2 separate regions of the Mus musculus genome follow, and region 1 is linked to region 2. A link is a contact called in public Hi-C data. All regions are on one chromosome and are shown on one strand. The core of a region is the stretch at or near the end of the contact, and the rest is flanking DNA. Distances in the headings are between cores, read along the strand shown. Region 1 has its middle 120 kb from the start of 1700062C10Rik. Region 2 holds the start of Top2b (topoisomerase (DNA) II beta).

The links. Hi-C and Micro-C count contacts between places; a contact is called where the count stands out from the background.
Region 1: a Hi-C map of rod photoreceptor shows a contact between it and region 2, with 4 times the contacts expected there. The contact joins the enhancer-like site here to the promoter of Top2b in region 2. A contact is called at or near these places in 1 of 39 promoter capture datasets (stem cell-derived epiblast-like cells), 1 of 484 Hi-C or Micro-C datasets (rod photoreceptor) and 5 of 115 datasets of contacts at active chromatin or transcription factors (embryonic stem cells, large pre-B cells, stem cell-derived neural progenitor cells and 1 more).

Annotation. Positions count from the first base shown.
Region 1 is chr14:15,916,565-15,919,264 of GRCm38.p6, forward strand. No RefSeq gene overlaps it. Among named protein-coding and RNA genes, the nearest start is that of 1700062C10Rik, 120 kb to the right of the region's middle. Within about 2 kb of position 1,372, at least 3 of the 459 cell types and tissues checked have an H3K27ac peak or open chromatin away from gene starts, as enhancers often do. A contact at or near this core is called in rod photoreceptor, where this site is marked.
Region 2 is chr14:16,363,850-16,366,701 of GRCm38.p6, forward strand. Top2b (topoisomerase (DNA) II beta) reads left to right here and starts at 1,357. Exons shown (of 36, transcript NM_009409.2): 1 at 1,357-1,877. The coding sequence starts at 1,830.

The DNA.
Region 1 (2,700 bases), core at 122-2,621, 450 kb before region 2:
TTGGAAAACAGTATGGTCATAGTTAGGATTCTTGTGCTAAGAGGAGTAGAAATCTAACAGAAATTAAAATGAAAATGCTCGCAGAGAAAGAAATGAGAATCCAGAATAAACTGAAAACCATTCCTGAGGCCTGCCTGCTCTGGCCTTTTTCACAGGCATCAATAAATCCCATTCGTTGGCAAAGCTGGTTGATTCTCTTTTTCATCCTATAATGAAAAGTCTCTGGGAGTGTACCTGAATAAATTGGGTGCAGGGAGAAGTCAAAAGCTGATGGAATTTGGGGCAGCAAGATGGAGGGCTCAGTGTCTGAAAATAATCTCCTCTGAGCAAAGTCCAGAAGAAAATGCAGAAAACATCCAGTGCTGGCAATGAGGAGATAATTGCCTAATCACGGTTTGGGCACAGCATGCAAGAAGGGCGATGGTTCTTCCCAGTAGGGTTGTGAAGAAGAAAATTATTCATTGTCCAAGTTAGTAAAAGCTGAAATCCTTCATCCATGTGTTATTGTTCTCTGTGATGACTCCATAATATTTTATTAATTTATTTATACTTAAAAAGGAACCAATTTTTCTACCAACCTAGAGAAGATGAGTTAGGATGGTAAGGAAATGAAGAGCTACGCTTTAATGATAGAAATGTAAACTGTGTTCATTCATAAATCATCTGGGTAAGGCAGAATCTTGTTTGTGAATCACTGGACTACTTATTTTCAGTGTGTGTGTGTGTGTGTGTGTGTGTGTGTGTGTGTGTGTGTGTGTGTGCGTGTGCGTGTGCGCGTGCGTGTGCGTGTACATGTAGGGGGGGGATGCATTTTTATGATGTTCCTGTATAAGTCAGAGGACATCCTGCGGCAGTCCCCTTGAACCACTTGGGTCATGTCCTCAGGCTTGGTGGCAAGTACCTTAATCTGCTTAGCCATCTGGCCTGTCCCCTCACAGTTATTTTAAGTACCTAAGCCTGGACTTCTGGATAAAGTGATACAGTTTAAGCAGTTGCTGGACACTATCGACCAGAAATCCCTAACCCCATTCCCACCTCATTCTGCTTTGAGATTTCTGTAGAAAACTAAAACCAAAGTAATTTTTTTGTTGAATCAGAACTAGGATTGAACCTCTGCCTGAGCCTGAGCCCTCCATCTCTTTCTTTAACTATAGTTGGAAGCATTATAGCTCATTTGCTTGCAGACTAATTTATTCTATGGTAAGAAGCCTCTTGATTTGGATACTGAAATTGCAACCACTTACTTGTTGGTTGCTTTTAATTTGCAATTCAATACCAAATTCTCCATTTCCTCATATGTTTGTTCCTGAGTCACTGCTTTTAAAAAGAAGGCTGCTATCCTGATTCACTCCTGTGACCCCTGAGTTGGAAGCCAGAAGGAGGACCCAGAGTTCACACTGTTCTGGTTGTTTTTTCATCAACTTGAGACACTCTAGAGTCATCTGAAAAATCTCCTCACCCAATTGGCCTATAGGCCAGCCTGTGGGGCATTTTTCTTGTTCAATGATTGATGTGGATAGCCCAATCCATTGAAATGACCCTACCCGTAAGTTAGTCCTGTGTTGTATAAAAGGCAGGCTGAGCGAACCATGAGGAGAAAGCCAGTACACAGTGTTCCTCCATGACTTCTGCTTCAGTTCCTAACTCAGGGTTCCTCCACTGACTTCTTTCAGTGATGAACTATAAGTATAAATTTCAACTATAAACCCTTTCCTTTCCAAACTGCTTTTGGTCACACTGTTTTTCACAGCAAAAGAAATCCTAAGACACAAGATCATCCTTGGCTACAAAAGGAATTAAAGGCAAGCCTGAATAACATGAGATCATATCTCAAAACAAACAAACAAGTACCTTTTCTAGAGTCACCATAACAAAACAGCACAAACTGAAAAGCTCACATAATGTAAATCGATTTTCCCACAATTCTAAGTTCTGAAAGTCTAAGATCAAGGTGATGACAGAACCTTCTAAGGCTTCTCTAATTTTCTTGTGTGTAGTAAATATTAGTGGGCCAATTTACCCTTTCTCTTTAGTGTGCCCAAATTTCTTCTTATAGTTATGTTGCTCAGATTAGACTAGGCTCACTTCAATGAATTCACTTAAGTCAGACATTTCCATAACAGAGATACAATGTGTCAGGGCTTCAACCTGTTCACTGGGAGAAGTGACTTAGCTCCTAAAACCATGCCTAAAAGCTATCAAGGGTGGTCTGGAAAAAATCAAGAGAGCGCCAGGAACAGCTCAAATAATCAGGATAGTTCAAGAGACAAAGAACCCTGAGGAAGGCTGCTTATGAATTCTGAGCAAAAAGCAATGCTGGAGCTACTACAATACCCAATCTCAGATTATATCACAAAGCCAAATGAAAACTATGAAGACTATGGATCTTCCACTTAAACCCAGCAGAGGGCCCCAAGGTCCCCAGAGGACTCTCCCTGACTCAGGCCCTCTAGCACGCCCAGGGCCTCAGGATCATGGGTGAGTGGAACACAACATCAGTTCCAAACAATCCCAGAGCATCTTGTGCCAGCACTAACAGGGACAAAGGAACCTGGCTTGACTACAGGCTGGGATTCATTCCAGTAGGGGCCAACCTCGAGCCATCTTCCTCGCAAACCTGGCAGAGGGCCCCAAGGTCCCCAAAGGACTCTCCATGCCACAGGACCCCTAGCACACCCAGGACCTTGGGATCTCTTGAGA
Region 2 (2,852 bases), core at 107-2,606:
AGCTGGTAACATGACTGTGGTGCTTTAGAGTCAGGGGCGCAGCCCAGCTTAGATCCTGCCTAGCGCTTTATAAGCTTTAACACTAGATTCAAAGTAAAGAAAGGTTTTGGTGTTCTTAGTCAGAATCCCCAAATAAACTGAAATTCCACGGTCTCCAGAGAGCTAATTAAGAACTACATTGAAATGATTTCCGTGTTTCAGAGCTCCCCACTTGGATTCAGAATGCAGCAGCGATTGAGAGGTGTGACCCCAAAGTTTCCCTTAAGGGAAGCACTCAGCTGCCGGAGAGACTCAAGGAAATACTTTCACAGAAAGTTGTTAGCTCTAGCTGGGTAAAGTTCTTCGGTGTGGTGTCCTCCTGTTAGTCACTCTTGGAAGATTGACGTCGGAGGAGGCTGTTGTCCCTTTAAACCCATTGCCACGCCTGACAGAGCATGGCTGGGAGTATGCCCAAAGAGAACTTGTTGAATGCAATTCCATTTACAGGCTGGGTGAAGTCAAGAGCTCTTCCATCTGCCAAAAGCTTTGGCGTTGCAAATTTTATTCTTAGAAAGCTTCCACACGAAAAAAGTCTATTTCATGATGTGTACCTGAAAGCTGAGAAGTGACAGGGACCTGTCTGCATTGTTGGGAGGAAAGGTCTGTAGCCAGAAAAGGGAGTCCTGACCCGTTCGCATTCCTTCCCGGGAACGTTCTCTGGGCACTCTTAGCACCCCAAGTTCCCTAACTGGTGGCACTGAAGACCGCTTGCCCTGTTTAGGGGCAAGGCAGAGAGACGGTCGGTCGGGGGTCGGGCGGATGCAGCAGCAACCTGGGGCCTGAGCGCGGGGTCCGGCTGCTCTAGGCGGCGCACGGTCCCGTCTGCAGTTCGCTAGCTCCCTCCGGGGCCCAGTCCCTGGGGGCGGCTAGGGCTTCCTGCCTCCCTGCCCCCAACCCTCCCCCCCCCCCCCCCCGCTCCCGCTCCCCCCGCGGCCTCGCGGCAAGTCTGCAGGACACAGTCCGGAGGTTTCCACAGCCCTTGTCCCAGGACTCCCGGCTCCTTTGGATGCCCCGGAATGACTCTTGACAGCCGCCTGCTCTCCCTTCTGACGGAAACCCCATTCACTCGCCTCGCTCTCCCTTACACTCTCTCTCAGACACAAACAAAAAACCCAAGTCTGCCTCTCAGTTGCTACCCGCAATGACGTTTTCCCCTCGGGTCCCGCCCCCCTAGGGGCCTGAAATTTTGGGATTGGTCGAAGTACTGTAGTGACAAGGCTGTGATTGGACGATCCATGGTTGACTGACAGCCGGTGACCACCGCACCCTCCCCCTCCCGGAGCGCGCCTGTGTGTGCCGTGTTATGCCGGACTAAAGGGAGGCCACCACGGCGGCTCTGTTTATTGTCCCTCTTGGACTGTGCTCCGGAGGACCGGTTCAGACGCCGCTTGGGCGGTTTTGAGGCAGTGGCGGCCTTTGAGGCTGCGGCGACCGCGGCGAGGACTCTGCGGCTTCGGTGGCTTGAGGAGAAGCAGCGGCTCATTCCTGTCAGGGCTCTGGCTCGCGAGTCCTAGCCGGCCCGCTTCAACCTCGTCCCTCATCCGCGATCCCAATCGCCCGCGTGGGTCCCGGAAGGCCGCGCCGCATCGCCAGCCCTTCCTAGTCCTCGACCACTCTGTAGGCCCGGGCGCCGCGCTCGAGTTTGAGGGCGGCGGGCAGCGCGGCCTCCTCAGCGGCTCGGGCCCGCGATGGGGCGCGGCTAGGAGTGCTGCGCGCAGCGGTCAGTGCGAGCGGCGGGCCCGGCGTCCCCGGAGCGCGAGCAGCCCCTGGCCTGCACGGGAGGCGCTGCCATGGCCAAGTCCAGCCTCGCGGGCTCTGACGGGGCGCTGACCTGGGTGGTGAGTGCGGCGCGGGCGGGCGCATTGTTCGTGGGCCGCGGGCGACGCGGGCGGGGTGAGAGCGTGGTGCGGCGGGCGCCCTGTCAGGCTGCAGTCGGGGCCTAGCCCCGTGTGCCCTTTCTCTCTGCTTTCGCCTCCACCAAGGCTCAGGCTGCTGAACAATGCTCACCGGAAACTTCAGGGTGCACACCGAGAGTGGGGGGACCGCGATAATGCGAGCCTCCGGGCCAACCCTCCATAAGTGCAGCACCAGAAAATAGTGCCCGGTATGCTACGGCTTCCGGCGGCCTGTCCCAGAGGAATGTGCACTTGAATGGTCACTGCGGGTTGCGCCTCCCCAGAAAAGGCTCATTCCGCAGAGAGGGTATTTGGGACGACTTTGACAGCAGGCTAGAGACCGCCCGCGGGATTAAAAGAAGAGTTTACTTACGTCAGCCTCCCGTGTACACCGTGTGGGGGCCCAGGGGTGTCCCTCGGAGGTGAGGGGGTGCTTAAGCCTGAACTTGGAGGATTGCAGAGCTCAGTTCCTGGAGGGAGGTGGACTTAGCAAGTGCAGCGGGAGCAGTTGGAACGCGGCTCCCAGGACAGATCGATAACTCCAGCATTTCACTTACTCAGCACTGAGTTCAGACCAGGGTCATTTCCCAAACAAAACACCGGACTTAGTAGATGAGGCCAGCAGCTTGGACAGAAAATTTACACATTTCAGGGACTTTAACACATCCCTTCCAGAGGATCCTAGTTCCCCGCCTTTTGAACACACTAAGGAACTTTGGTATTGGTTGGCATTTTTGTTCCTTGTTTTCTTTGTTTGGTTGAGGTTTCGATGAGGCTGGGGTAGCAGTCGTTTCTATCGACAAGTGTTGTTTATAAAAAGGATGTTTCTATGAAGAGCAGAAAAACAGTTTCAGCATTTGCAGGGCCTCGAGAAGATACTTTACAGTGTAACTTGCCAGGTACTTATCTTCAAATCTC